3 separate regions of the Mus musculus genome follow, and all the other regions are linked to region 1. A link is a contact called in public HiChIP or PLAC-seq and promoter capture Hi-C data. All regions are on one chromosome and are shown on one strand. Each heading gives the region's core, a stretch centred on a gene start, on an enhancer-like site or on the middle of the called end of the contact. The rest is flanking DNA. Distances are from core to core; before and after follow the strand shown.

The links. Promoter capture Hi-C pulls out the DNA fragments that hold promoters and counts their contacts. HiChIP or PLAC-seq counts read pairs in DNA pulled down with a chosen protein or histone mark.
Region 2: a BATF HiChIP or PLAC-seq map of CD8 T cells shows a contact between it and region 1, with 5 read pairs. The contact joins the enhancer-like site here to the promoter of Stx17 in region 1. A contact is called at or near these places in 2 of 39 promoter capture datasets (hippocampal neurons and stem cell-derived epiblast-like cells), 6 of 484 Hi-C or Micro-C datasets (CD8 T cells, Th1 cells, pre-pro-B cells and 2 more), 2 of 115 datasets of contacts at active chromatin or transcription factors (CD8 T cells and memory CD8 T cells) and 2 of 9 other capture datasets (adipose tissue and pancreatic islet).
Region 3: a promoter capture Hi-C map of macrophages shows a contact between it and region 1, with 5 read pairs. The contact joins the enhancer-like site here to the promoter of Stx17 in region 1. A contact is called at or near these places in 6 of 39 promoter capture datasets (the C10 cell line, HPC-7-derived erythroid cells, hematopoietic stem and progenitor cells and 2 more), 2 of 484 Hi-C or Micro-C datasets (the G1E-ER4 cell line and nephron progenitors), 2 of 115 datasets of contacts at active chromatin or transcription factors (bone marrow-derived macrophages and intestinal villus epithelium) and 2 of 9 other capture datasets (adipose tissue and liver).

What each region holds. Positions count from the first base shown.
Region 1 is chr4:48,122,033-48,126,767 of GRCm38.p6, forward strand. Stx17 (syntaxin 17) reads left to right here and starts at 2,887. Exons shown (of 8, transcript NM_026343.2): 1 at 2,887-2,926.
Region 2 is chr4:48,010,369-48,015,103 of GRCm38.p6, forward strand. No RefSeq gene overlaps it. Among named protein-coding and RNA genes, the nearest start is that of Nr4a3, 33 kb to the right of the region's middle. Within about 2 kb of position 2,088, at least 23 of the 459 cell types and tissues checked have an H3K27ac peak or open chromatin away from gene starts, as enhancers often do. A contact at or near this core is called in CD8 T cells, Th1 cells, memory CD8 T cells and 1 more, where this site is marked.
Region 3 is chr4:48,225,542-48,230,276 of GRCm38.p6, forward strand. The region is part of intron 4 of Erp44 (endoplasmic reticulum protein 44); the gene reads right to left. Among named protein-coding and RNA genes, the nearest start is that of Mir1958, 15 kb to the left of the region's middle. Within about 2 kb of position 2,405, at least 26 of the 459 cell types and tissues checked have an H3K27ac peak or open chromatin away from gene starts, as enhancers often do. A contact at or near this core is called in intestinal villus epithelium, where this site is marked.

The DNA.
Region 1 (4,735 bases), core at 1,637-4,136:
TAATTCAATTCCACTGATCAACAACTCTGCTAATATGATCCTGGTTTTATTACTATAGCTCTGTAATATAACTTGAAATTTGGAGTGGTGAGACCTCCCACAGTTCTATTTTCCAGGAATGTATTATCTATCCAGTTTTTTCTTTGTTTGTTGTTTTTGGTGCTTCCATATGAATCTGAGAATTGTCTTTTCAAGATCTGTGAAGATTGTGTTGGAATTTTGATGGGGATTGCATTGAATCTGTAAATTGCTTTTGATCTTTTGGTAGAATGGCAATTTTTACTATGTTAGTCCTATCAATCTGTGAGCATGGAAGATCTTTCCATCTTTTGATATCTTCAATTTCTTTCTTCAGTGACTTGAAGTTTTTGTCATACATGTATTTCACTTGCTTGGTTAGAGTTACTCCAAGATATTTACATTATTGAGACCGTTGTGAAAGGTTTTGTTTCACTGATTTTTCTTCGGTCCATCTGTCATTTATATATTGAAAGGCTCTACTGAATTTTGTGACTTGATTTTGTATCCTGTTACTTTGCTAAGAATGTTTATCAGTTATAGGAATTTCCTGGTGGAATTTTCAGGGTCACTTATGCAGACTACCATATCATCTGCAAAGATATTTAGACCTCTTCCATTCCAACTTGTATCCCCTTGCTCTTCTTCATTTGCCTTATTGCACTAGCTAAGACTTTATTGAGTAGGTGTGGAGATAGTGGAAAATCTGGACTTGTTCCTGATTTTAGTAGAAATGCTTTGAGTTTCTGTCCATTTAAGTTGATCCTGGCTATGGGCTTGCTGTAAACTCCCTTCATTTTATTGAGGTATGTCTCTTGCATCCCCGATCTCTCCAGGACTTTTACCATGAAGGGGTGATGAATTTTGTCAATGGCCTTTTCTGCATCTAATGAGGTAATCCTGCGTTTTTTGTCTTTGAGATTGTTGATACTTGACACTCCTTTTAAGCCTCTCCTCCCCAAACCCAACCTTTCTGGGGCTACTCCACTCTTTTTATAGCTCCTCTACCTTCTCATAGATACAATCACACATTTTTCTCAGTGTTCACTTTCCTGCTACATTTCTAACCTTGTGATTATCATTTAGAAGAGCCATCTCTTTAACCACCTTGAAGTTGTTTGAATTCATATCTACAGGCTCTCCATGAAAGCAATCATGTTACCAGGTAATAATTTCTTTTTTGTTTTTGTTTTTTCCAAGATGTATTCTCCTTACTGTTTTGTTTTCTTTGGATCTACTGGGTTAAGTTAAGATATCAAGAAAACTTTGTCTCGTGGCAGCAGATCTTATTATCCTAATAACTTTATGGCTTAAGGCAAGAGCACAGAGAATGGTCACACCCCTTATGTCTAAATATTGAAAGATTCAATTAAGTATTGTAGATTGTAAGTGAGGCTAGCCAAACTGTTAGATTAAATATCATTATCTCTCTACATGACACACCTAAGTTACAGCAAACATCATACAACCACCTGGAAGGCCAAAGTCAATTCCAGAGTGCCACAGCTCCCTGTTGTACTTTTTCAAAACTTAACACTAGTTATCTTTACTTCAAAAGGTCTTGTTTAATGGATTCGGTGTGTGTGTGTGTGTGTGTGTGTGTGAGAGAGAGAGAGAGAGAGAGAGAGAGAGAGAGAGAACACACATCATCTCTCAGTGAGCCTGGAGGTTACCAATTCAACAAGACCAGCTGGGCAGCAAGCTCATGGATCCTTTTGTCTATTTAGATAGTATTAGGATCATAAACATATACCACAGAGCTTGGTTTTGTATGTGGGTGCTGGGTGTCCAAACTCAGGTCTTCATTGTGAAGCAGGCACTTTACCAATTAAATGATTCCCTATTGCTTGTTTAACTGACTTTGGCATTTTACCATCCATCCTATGGCATTACCTAATACCTTTATTTTTCTCCTTGGGATGAAAATTTGATAGATATGCCTCAATCTATGAACTAAGGGTACCATAAACACTAACATCCAGTATACCCCAAAGAAAATTCAAATAGCTTAATTAATAATGAGCTTTATTTTAAAAATTGCCTTTCAAGACTTTCTTAAGCCCCTAATCTGTGGGCTAAAATTCCCCCTCTACTTCCTTTCTACCTGCAGATCCTAAGAACTGAGTTTCCTTACAGCTAACAGGAAATGTTCTTAAGACTGTTGAAAACTTCATCATCAGAAGATCCATTTCAAGCAAAGACCTGAATAGTCATATATATATTTTAGTTGGCTAGGTCTTGAGGTCAGAACATTCAGAGAGGAGAATCAATGACCTGCACACACTTCAAAGCTTGTTCTAGCAGCAGCTGGTCCAACTGGAACTACTTGAGAAGAAATTAGGAAAACCAGCTGTGAGTACAGCGCTGTCACAAACGGGCTGAACTGGAGTGAGTCACTTCCTATCTGTGCTGAGCCTCAAAGTGACCAGGTATCATTTTAATAAGGACAGACGCCCAAAGCACTGCAGCAGGCTCTGGACAAAAAAGTTTATGCCTTCTTTCATTTGTGCCTGTGGCTATTCAGATACTCCTAGCCAGTCACTCAGGGGCTCTGGGAGGCGGGGCGGGGCGGGGCGGGGAAGGATGGCACTGGGTTCCGAGCTTCAGTTTTTACACACCTAAAGAGCTAGGGGCACAAGGCCGTCCTCGCCAACAAAATTCAAGGAACACAATGTGCAGGAAAACTGTAACATGTAGAAGGTTATCCAAGTGTAAATTGTCTTAGATACAGTACACAAGACGACCCATAAAACACTTGGAATTGTTCATCCAGTGGTTGGCACACTATATTACCTCCACGCCCACTGGCCGGGTAGGGGGCGGGGCCACATATCCCGCCCCTGGAGACGCCCCGCCCCTCTCGCGTCTGCGCAGTGTGTATCGACGGCCTCGAGCGCCTAGGCGGGAGGTAAGGGGCTGCCGGGCTGCCGCCACGGGGTCGCTGGGCTGCGATGTGTCACCGCGGGCCGGGCTGTGGACGCAAGGGAGAGGCGCCGGTCACCAAGCCCGGCCTCGGGTCAGTGTGAGCGCCGGGGCCGCGACCAGAAGTGGCCAAGCCTCTCTGTTTTCAGTTTTGGAGTAGCTGTCCCTGCGGGAGCGGGGAGGCCGAGGCCCCACTGCGCTATGCCCTCCCGGGTCGCTGTGAAGAGCTGCTTCGGGCCCTGGGTCGCCGGGCCAGCCGCGCCGCTGGGGTCGTTGGTGTGGCCTGGGTGCGTCCTGGTGACTCCGTGAGGGACGACGCGACACCGGTGCCCAAGCAGGACGCGGAGAGGCCGCAGCTGCGGGGACCGAGCCAGCACTTACTCTCCTTGTACCACCCACATGCCCAAGGGGACGCATTTCCTTGGGAGATAGTGTTATCAGCAGTTTGGGACCTTTTTCCTGGAAAGGGGCTCTTTCGCTTTTAAATAACTCTTGAGTAATTTACTTCACCTTTGGGTACTTTTTCTTCTTGTGGAACCCTAGTATCATGGTACCCATATCATCTTAGTTGCAAGTACCAAGAGATTAAGTTTATAAAAAGCACTTGACACCTCTCACTGCAAATGTGTGTGCTTGGAAAATGACTGCAGGCCTGTCTTCTACACGTTCTTTCATCCATGAAACAGCAATTATTATACATGCACAAACACCAGACAAAAAAATTTGGAGTCATTTGCAATTATTGAAAAGTTGCAGAAGTTGCTGGAGGCCTTGGTGGCCCATGCCTTTAATCCCAGCATTAGGAGGCAGAGGCAGGAGGATCTCTTGACTTCAAGGCTAGCTTAGTCTACAGACTGAATTCCAGGACAGCCCTACACAGAGAAACCCTGTCTTAGAAAAACAAAAAAGAGAGAAAGAAAACTCGTACACATAGTACAGAACACTACAGCGCCCTTGTGTTAGTATTTTACATACCATCCTTAATACAGTCACAGAGAGCAAGAGATTACTATCTGGTTAACTGGGTCTCTTGGGATTCCATTCTTTTTATTAGAGTCCCTTCTGTATTCTACAATGGTATCTAGTAAGCAGCCTTACTCTTGATGGGCCTGGCGACATTACCTTTTCCAATCTGTAGCAGTATCATGACTTTGTGTGCTTTGAAGAGTCAGGAATGTTGGTAATGCCTTTCAAGTAGGAGTTTGTCTATAGTTAGTTGGGACTAGATTGTGTTGCATTTCTGTTAAGAATACCACAAGGTATAAGTACCCTTTTCAGTTTATGCCTCCATGGACCTTCCAGATGGGACCTACTGCTTGTGTGTTGACACAATCAGATGACTTAGTTAAATTTGGTATCTGGGAGATTCTCTATAGCAATTAGTAGTCCAGTTATTCCCCAAGTACTATTTATTACTTTGATACTGTAACAGCCCTCAATTTCCCTCCTTTATTGACTTCTGCTCTAAGGAGGCACTTTCCATCTGGTTTCTTTATCTGTATTCACTATTTTGTGTCAACATAAACTCCTATGATTGCTGGGTACTGATGACCCACGCCTTTAATCCCAGCACTCAGAAGGCAGAGGCAGGTGGTTCTCTGAGTTCAAGGCCAGCCTGGTCTACAGAGTGAGTTCCAGGACAGCCAAGGCTACACAGAGAAAGCCTGTCTTGGAAAAATAAAAAAAAAAAACAAAATCTCATATGATTATTTTGCTGTTATTATGTACTTAATATATCAAATTGTTCTCACTTTGGCCATTAGAAGGTTTTGTGTTGTCCTTATTATTTTCTGTA
Region 2 (4,735 bases), core at 838-3,337, 110 kb before region 1:
AATGAGTAGCTGTCAAACGCTGCAATTTGAAATGCAAATTTATGCAAGATAAATTTGGCAAAATCCTGAAAAGTTGAATCTTATGTCTAGGTATATGCCCCAGAGAAATGAATGGGTCCACCAAAAATGTATTGTTCATAGTCTCTTAATTCATGTGTGCGTGTGTGCGTGCGTGTGTGTGTGTGTGTGTGTGTGTGTGTGTGTGTGTGTGTGTGTGTATGTGGCCAGCCAATAAGTCCAAGGAGTCTCCTGTCTTCATGTTCCCAGAACTAAAATCACATACTCATTGCCAAACCCAGCTTCTCACATAGGTTTTAGAGATCCAAATTGACATCTACACAACAACCACTTTTCTTTTTTTTAATTAGGTGTTTTCTTCATTTACATTTCAAATGCTATCCCAAAAGTCCCCCCATACCCTCCCCCCTTACCCCTCCCACTCCCACTTCTTGGCCCTGGCATTCCCCTGTACTGAGGCATATAAAGTTTGCAAGACCAATGGGCCTCTCTTTCCAATGATGGCCAACTAGGCCATCTTCTGATACATATGCAGCTAGAAACATGAGCTCTGGGGGGTGGGGGTGGGGTACTGGTTAGTTCATATTGTTGTTCCACCTATAGGGTTGCAGACCCCTTTAGCTCCTTGGGTACTTTCTCTAGCTCCTCCATTGGGGGCCCTGTGATCCATCCAATAGCTGACTGTGGGCATCCACTTCTGTGTTTGTTAGGCACCGGCATAGCCTCACAAAAGACAGCTATAGCTGGGTTCTTTCAGCAAAATCTTGCTAGTGTATGCAATGGAATCAGCATTTGGAAGCTGATTATGGGATGGATCCCCAGATATGGCAGTCTCTAGATGGTCCATCCTTTCGTCTCAGCTCCAAACTTTGTCTTTGTAACTCCTTCCATGGGTGTTTTGTTCCCAATTCTAAGAAGGGGCCAAGTGTCCACATTTTGGTCTTCGTTCTTCTTGAGTTTCATGTGTTTTGCAGATTGTATCTTGTATCTTGGGTATTGTAAGTTTCTGGGCTAATATCCACTTATCAGTGAGTACATATCATGTGAGTTCTTTTATGATTGGGTTACCTCGCTCAGGATGATGCCCTCCAGGTCTTTTCTAACTAAATCACCTCCCCAGTCCCCATGGGTACTTTATCCATAATAATAAAAATTGTAAATAGACCAAATGTCCAAAAAAAAAAGAAAATGAAAATGAAGTGTAAATGTAAGATAGAATGTTTTCCAGTATTTTTATAGTGACTAGAAGTCACAAGAAAATATTTTTGATAAATCTCAAAAATATTATTTTAAGAAAAAAATACCTCAGAGGTCCATGAAGAGGCCGTTTTTTTCTTCTAATTTATTCTTTCACAATTTCATTATAGATCTATTAGAAAGGGGGAGGGGAACTTTGATAGTATTCACCCTTGTTCTCCTCTTAGCCCTTTCCTCCTCTCACTACACCCTTCTTCCCACAACTCCCCCACCTATCTTCATGTCTTGTAAGCTTGCTTGTGGCCAGTTCCATTTAGTAAAGGTTGTCTGCACGAGGACAGGTCAGGAGTGGTTAGGGACTGGGGAGTGTGACCCCTCTCACCAGCGATCATTAACCAACAGAAGCTTTAGAGCACGTAAAGTTAATCTAGTAACTAGTAACTACTAATCTAGTAACTGGTGAACAAGCAGGCTCTCAGGGGACCAGAAAGCGGGGGAACTCACTGGAGTAACAGAAATGCCCTGTACTCTGAACTGGGTGGCCTTTTTGTGAAGAGTTATTAATGGCATGCTTTCAATTTGCGTGTTCGACTCTATGTAGATCAATAGGCAATCACTAGGTGGGGTGCTAAATGAGTGTAACATGGAGGGTTGTTCATTTCCTGTGAATCAGACACAGCTACTAGGCACATTATTTGGTTGTCGCTTTCACATAATGCTTTTTGAATCCATTCCTGCCTGTTGAACATTTTCACTACTAATTCAGTGATGAAGTTCAGGGGGTTTTCCCTGTCCTGCATATATCTAGATTTGTTCTATAAACCATGGGGAGGATTTTTCCCCTTGTGCCTTACCTCAGACACACTTTCTCTATCTGTGTGGGTGGTAGGGGTTTGTGGTTTATCATGTCACGTGCACATGTGTGTGTAGTTAGGCACGGAGGACAGAGGTTAAAGTTGAGCATCTTCCTCCATCACTCTCTGTTTTGACTGCACTGGCTGGCCACTAAGCCCTGGAGTCAGTCTGTCTCAGTCCTCCCTCTACCCACCATAGCCCCAACAAGCACTGGAATGACAGGCACCCACCGCCATGCCTAGCTTTTATGTGCATGCTGAGGTTCCAGACTCAGGTCCTTCCTCGTGCTTTATACAGCAAGCACTTTACCCACTGGACCAACTCTCCATTCCCTGATGTCCCTCTCCAAAGGGCTTTCCGAACATTTGAGTGAAGCACATGTATATGTTTATTATGCACAACAATAGGTATTAGTCTGATATTTTCCATCCTTGCATACACTGTAATTTGACCTTGCTCACTACTCTCGCTGACATTATCGCTTTTGTCCACTCTGATTGGGTCTCTTCCTCTTTTCTTTAAAAAAACCTAGCTTCTGTGTCTGAGAGAAAATAAACCATATCTGTCCAAATCTAGCCTGTTTCTTTTAACACGATAACCTCTACTTCTAGCAACTTTTCTTGCTGATAAGGTCATTTTGATGTTCATTTTGGCTGAGTATAACCCCCCCCCCGTTCATATACGCCCGTTACTCCTAATCCACCCCTCTATAGACAGATGCCTAAGCTGGCCGTGGTTAGCACATCTGCACTGTGAGTATTCCAGGTCTGTCATATGCTCACACTTCCATCAAGCTGCTTTCAGAAGAAGTAGGTTTTTCATCATATCTCGGCATTTTAGCTAAGATCTAATGTAAAAAGAAGGCATTTTAGTAGTAGGAAGCTGGTCTGAAACAAAATATCCAGGGTTGAGAGGGGCAGGAGAATAAAGAGCGGGTAAATATGACCAGAGTACAATGATACACACATAATGGTATGCATGCTTGAACGACGAAGTCCTTTATTTTGTATACTATATTGCTATAGTTAAAGCATACTTCAGAAGCCAGACCTGCCTGGCATGTTTCTTCCCATGCCTAGTTTATTTCATAACAATGTCCTCCAAGTTCATTCATGTTGCAAATGACAAAATTTCTTTAAAAAAAAGAATAGTATCCTCCTGTCGGTTTTATGATGGGTATCTAGGTTGCCTCTGTGTCTTAGGTGTTCTGGATCAGGTTGCAGTGTTTTTTTGCCTCCTCCCTCAGGCAGCCCCTGAGCCACCCAGTTGGCTGAAATCACTTTCAAAATTTTGAAATGATGCCCAGTTGGTCTGAAATCACTTTCTCCGCTTCACCTTTAATAACTGCAAGCCAGTTCCCAAGTGATCCAGCTAATGTAACTCTAACAATGATGAAATGTCAGCATCTCGTAGTCACAATCTCTTCTTTCATCCACAAAAGAAATCTCACCACTCTCTGATGATAACCAACTCCATGCATCACCAAACCCACCCTAAATGGCCCTCAAGAGGGATTATTTTGTCCAATCCTGTAAAATAAGAACAGTTTCATGTAGACGAGGCATTAGGCCAAAAGACTCATGAAGTCCCATACTAAAAAAGAAAGATAATTATTAGCCTAAAATTTAGAAAAAGGAAAACTAAGGAGATAGAAGATAAAGCAGGGTCCAAGAATGTTTGAAGGCAACGCTGGATAAAGAGGTAGTTACATTTGTTCTGAAATGTGTCTCCTTTGTTTCATCTGGCACCTTTACTAGTTGATTAGGTCCATCTTGTGTCCTTCTGGCTCTGACATTTCTATTATTAAAGCTTTAACCATTTTGTTTTGATCCATAGATAATAATTGTAAATACTTGTAGGGTGCAATCCAGTGCTTTGATATATGCTTATAGAGTGTCGTGATCAAATCAAGCTAACAAATCTACTGCTACCACACTGGTTTTTTTTTTTCTTTTTTGCAATTTAAGAATTGCTATTTTTGTCATTATAAATACATAGAGCATTATCATCATGTCACTTTTGTTTGTAAGAGATCACTGAAGTGCATTCCTCCCATCTACTGAAACTTTGTACCCTTTGATTGACACAGCCCTTTCTCTGTTAACCTTGTTCCCCCACCCCAGACCCTGATAAGCATCACTAAACCCCTTGCATGAGCTCAGCTTCTTTAGATTCTACATTCAGACGTGGTAGTTGCCTTCCTATGCTTGGCTTGTTTCACTTAACACCACTTCCTTCAGCTTTACTCATGATGTGAACGGCAGGTTTTTAAATGAATAGCATTCTATTGAGTATTTAAGTGTATGCGTATATATGTGTGTGCACACGTGTGTGTGGCTGCGGCCTGCAGCTCAGTCTAAACTTAGAATCACACTGTCAAATTCCTAAAAACCTACCTGGAAGCTTGTTTGAGTTTGTTGAATGTTTGGCAATTTTGGCCCTTTTTAATTCTCACTCCTGTCTGTGGTACCATGTCCCTTCCCAGTTCATTGTAGCATCCATTTTTCTTTCTTCTTCGGTTTTTTGGGGGGCTGGGAGGATGTCTAATGTTTCTTTTTAGTGTAGCAAATGGATTTATTATCCATTCTCTGTAGGTTTGCCAACTCGATGATTTTTTTTTTACATTTAATCATATTAGTTCCCATTTCCTAATCCTCAGTGGTAT
Region 3 (4,735 bases), core at 1,155-3,654, 100 kb after region 1:
ACAAAATATGCATATTTGACAAATGCTTTTAGAAAAAAACTATAAAGAAAACTAATCACTTGTAATCCAGCCACCATTATTAACTATTCCTAGTCTCTACAGAAAAACCACTATTAATATTTTAGTTTTTATCTTGCTGACCTTGAATAAAACCTACTTAACTAGCAATGACGTTTTAATTGAGAATAAAGCAAATTCTCCAGCCAGTCAAACAGGCAAGTGTGCAGTCAATCACTGCATGGAGACATGTAAACGCTGACTCAGCTGGCATGAGTCACACGAGATCCTGAGTGCATTTCCCTTCCTTGTAAGACACACAATACTTTCTGCATGTGGAGATAAAATAGTTCCTTATAATCAATGAAGTTAGATGTGGAAAAGTACAGAAGAAACTCCTCACATGTACTGTTAGAGACCTGAGATAACCAATTTAAAGTACCAGTGTACCTGTCATGCTCCAGTTATTGGTGGGCATTCAATAATCCATTCATCTATTCAATTACCACAAGTGAACAAGTCTACCTGCTAGATACCAAAGTTGGTAAAGATCACTACAGAGGTGAGGCCCATAGTCTTACAAGGCTCACATTTTACTGATTTATTTATCGAGACAGTATTTTACTATGTATCCTAGCCTGGATGCATAGCCTGGACTCCCCAGTGTAGGCTAATAAACTATATGGCTGGCCTTGAACCCAGAGATTCATCTGCTTTTGCCTCCGAAATGCTGAGGCTGAGCATAAGTGCCACCACACCTGGCCTTCTATTTTATTGCTACCACTGTAACTAATGTAACTACTTCCAATATTACCCCTGTCTACACAGGACAAACTCTTAGAAAAGCCTTAAAACCCCCAACAAATAGCATATACACCAAAACCATGTTTCAGTGTGGAGTTCCTTGGTATAGTATAAGAAGCTGTGATTCTTGCCACCCCATCTAAGGAATACACAACAGCATATATCCTGATTAGAGATGTAGTTTCCCAAGTCCTTTAGACAGAGAAGAGGAGGAAAACTGTCAGAATAATGGCAAAAACAAGACCTGACATCCTGCTCTTCCGTAGGACCAGTAAGACTACCTGTTCCTGTCGGCTCGGGGACAGAGACAGTTGGGACTGAGTTCAATTTCTGTTTCTTTTCTAGTAGTCATGCCTTCATTTTCCTTTTTCTCTCCCTATTTTCCTTATAGTTCATTCATTTCCTACAATGAGTATAGCAAATGAAAAATTTTAGGAGCTTAAAAGTGAAATATAAGTTCTACATTGGGGTTGCAATAAAATGAAACAGTAGGTGGGCTTCCTGATGGAAGTCCAGCTCATGTGCTAATAACCCTTTCAGCTGCACAGAGGAGAGCAGACAGAGATAAACAAGGGTGTGTGCAGGTCATTCCTGAAACACAAGTGCCGACTGGGTGGAACTACTCCACCTCCCAAGTCCTCAGCACGGAACTGAACCTTTCACACAATGTCCTTACTAAGAAGGGTACATAAGGAAGTGAGGTTAAAGGCAGAACAGAAGGCTGCCTGAGTTGCCAGTGGGTAGGAGAGGAGCTCCACGGAAAAGCAAGCAGCAAACCAAGTGAGTGGCTCCTGGAATATGCACTGAAATGAATTTTCAAGATAAACCAACAAACAGTCTTCTAGAGAAGACTTCCCCACCTGTTTTTAGAGATGAGTAGGTGCACTGCCTTCCCAAGAACGTCTTTAAAATACCCGTGTGATGCTTCATTTTTTTTAAATGGCATTTTATTTCTATACTGGCTTGGCTTGTAATTCTGTTGTTTCTCAACTTTATAATCTCACCTCATCATCAATCTTAAAGTGGGCTGATTAGAAAAGTGAAGATAGCATTTACAAATATTTCCCCAAATGGACTGTGCAAGATTCAGCTCAGAGAGATGTCACCTTTACGCATACCTGCCACACCATAGTGAGATCTTCCTCACACGCTTACCTGTCACCACACAGCTTGAGCTTACAGCGGAAGTACTACTTTTCCTTCAAGTTTATATCATATCCTGAGAGGCTTCCTTCCCTACCCCATCAGAGTAAGCTATGCTTATCAATATAATGCATCACATAATTAACACTGCCCCTTCAGAGAAGTTAAAACAGCATACAAGTGTATTTTGCTATATCTCTAGGACCAGTCACATGTCATTACAGAGAATTGGCACTTATGCTCTGGTTGAGTAAATACCACTAGCTAATTCAAAAGACTGTGGTGACCATAGCTGAGGCAATGTATGTAAGAACAAGCTGAACTCCACATGAGCACTCAATGAGCAGGCTCACCAGTTCATTTAGCTAGAAACTTTTCACAGGAGCCTCTCCAATACACACCACTATGACTCTGGATGAGACGTCTGAGTGAAGCAGTTGAGTCAGAACAAGACAGACAGCGTGAAGCACAGTGACAGGCCAGAGCAGACTCCCAGAATACCTAACAGGAGACTAATAGAGTGAGTCGTGCAGAGTCAGGATGACATCTTGATTCTGCAAACACCTTGCTAGGAAACGGGTCCTCTGACTCCACAGAGTTAATCCCAAAGCACGAGCACATGAACTTGTCTGTGCAGGATATGGTAAGGAGACACTGACCACAGGAAGGAAAACTGACTTTATTTGTATAGAGCACAATTATTTTCACTAGAAAGCTATGCAAATTCTAAATAAAAACTGCTGGAATTAAATTTCAACACAAAGCAATACAAAAGTGTTAATTTTAATCCCTACATATTAACAAAAAATGCAAAATTTTAAAATTTAAAAGCCAAAGCCATTTATAAGAGTATCAAAAACTGAGACATAGTTAAAAATAAATCTTACATCAGGCAGTGGTGGCGCATGCCTTTAATCTCAGTACTCAGAAGGCAGAAGCATGCAGATCTCTGTGAGTTTGAGGCTAGCCTAGTCTACAGAGCAAGTTCCAGGACAACCAGGGCTATACAGAGAAACCCTGTCTTGAAAAATAAAAACAAGTCTCAAAAAAGATGTGCAAAGCCTCGGTGTGGGAGGAACCTAGACAAACCCAAACTGAAAAATATTCTACAAATTATATAACCAATACTTCTTGGAATTGTCTAGGTTCTGAAAAATAAAGATTTTTTTAAATGGCCATAAAGAGCCAAGATCTGACAAGTCACTACCGTAGCCTGGACTCAGTGGAGAGCTGGCCACATCTGTCAGAGCATACTGAGGGCACTGGCCACATCTGTCAGAGCATACTGAGGGCACTGGCCACATCTGTCAGAGCATACTGAGGGCACTGACAGAGTCCTCACATAAGATGGCAGCGGTAGAGCCAAGTAAGTAAGAAAACATACACATATGTGCGCACATGCAATCAATCTAAAAGTAAAATAGTCTAATGTAGGTTGTATGAGTATCAAAGTACTATATGTAGACTGGAAAATGAGAAAAAAATTGCTGAAGCTGAAAATATTTAAATACATTGAAAGATTAAGAATGTTTGTGGATCAAAAGACTTAAGATTACTACAATAGTAACTTTCCAAACTGCTCTCAATGCAGTTAACTCTAATTAGAAACCCAGGATCCCCCTTTGTTGTTAGAAACTAACAAGCTGTTTCTAGGATTCATGGAAATTCAATCCCACTAAAACAGTCAAAGCCACTCTGAAAAAACAAGCACAAAGTTGGAAGATTTATACCGCTTGTTTTCAAGACCTTCCATAAGCTGTAACAACTCACAACATGCAGGATGAGCAGACACTAGATCAACAGTACAAAAAGGACCAGAAATAGAGTCATAAGGACAGGGCCAGTTCACTTCAACAAAGCTGCTAAGGCAGTTAGTGACAAAGAGGCAGAGGTTTTTTGCCAACAAGTAATGACGGATCTGTCTGGCAACTAAATACAACAACAGATCACCTACCCACTTTAACTCATATATTGTTCCACATATAAAAGCTAACTCCAAATGAACAATGGGCATAAGTGGAAATGTTCATACTGTGAAATGTACTGAAGAAAACATGGCAGAAAAAATTGCAATATTGGGGGAGAACAGACAACTTAAGATACAAAATATAAAGTATGATCCATTAAAAATTAGTAAGTAGGATTTGATCAAAATTCAGTGATAACATGGGATCAGAAGGATGGTTCAGTGATTAAGAGTACTTATTCCTCTTGCAGAGGACTTGACCTCAGTTCCCCACACTTACATGGTGGTCTACAGACAGCCCTAACAACAGTTCTAAGAGATCTGTCTCCCTTTTCTGAACTCTACAGAAACTATACACACACATGGTCTGTCTGTCTGCCTGCCTGCCTGCCTGCCTGCCTGCCTGCCTGCCTGCCTACCTACCTACCTACCTACCTACCTACCTACCTACCTACCTACCTACATGAAGATAAACATTCATACACATAAAAAAAAATCTAAAAAAGATATTTTAAAATTCAGGACATGCCCTTGCAAAGCCATTTAAGCTCGGTATGGTGCCACAGGTCTACAACCCCAGCACTTTGAAAATTTAAGTAGGATGATTACAAATTCAAGGCTGGGCTATACATGTACAAAAATATATAAATGCAATGTGCTGAGTCTGTTGAGAATTTCTTGTATGAGTGATTTTAGGGTTGACCATCGGATGCTGAGCTACATATTAAGCCCCAGGGTAGCCTGGGCTACTTAGAGGGACCCTCTCAAACAAACAAACAAACAAACAAACAAACAAAAAACCAAAGGGCAATGGCTACAGCTACA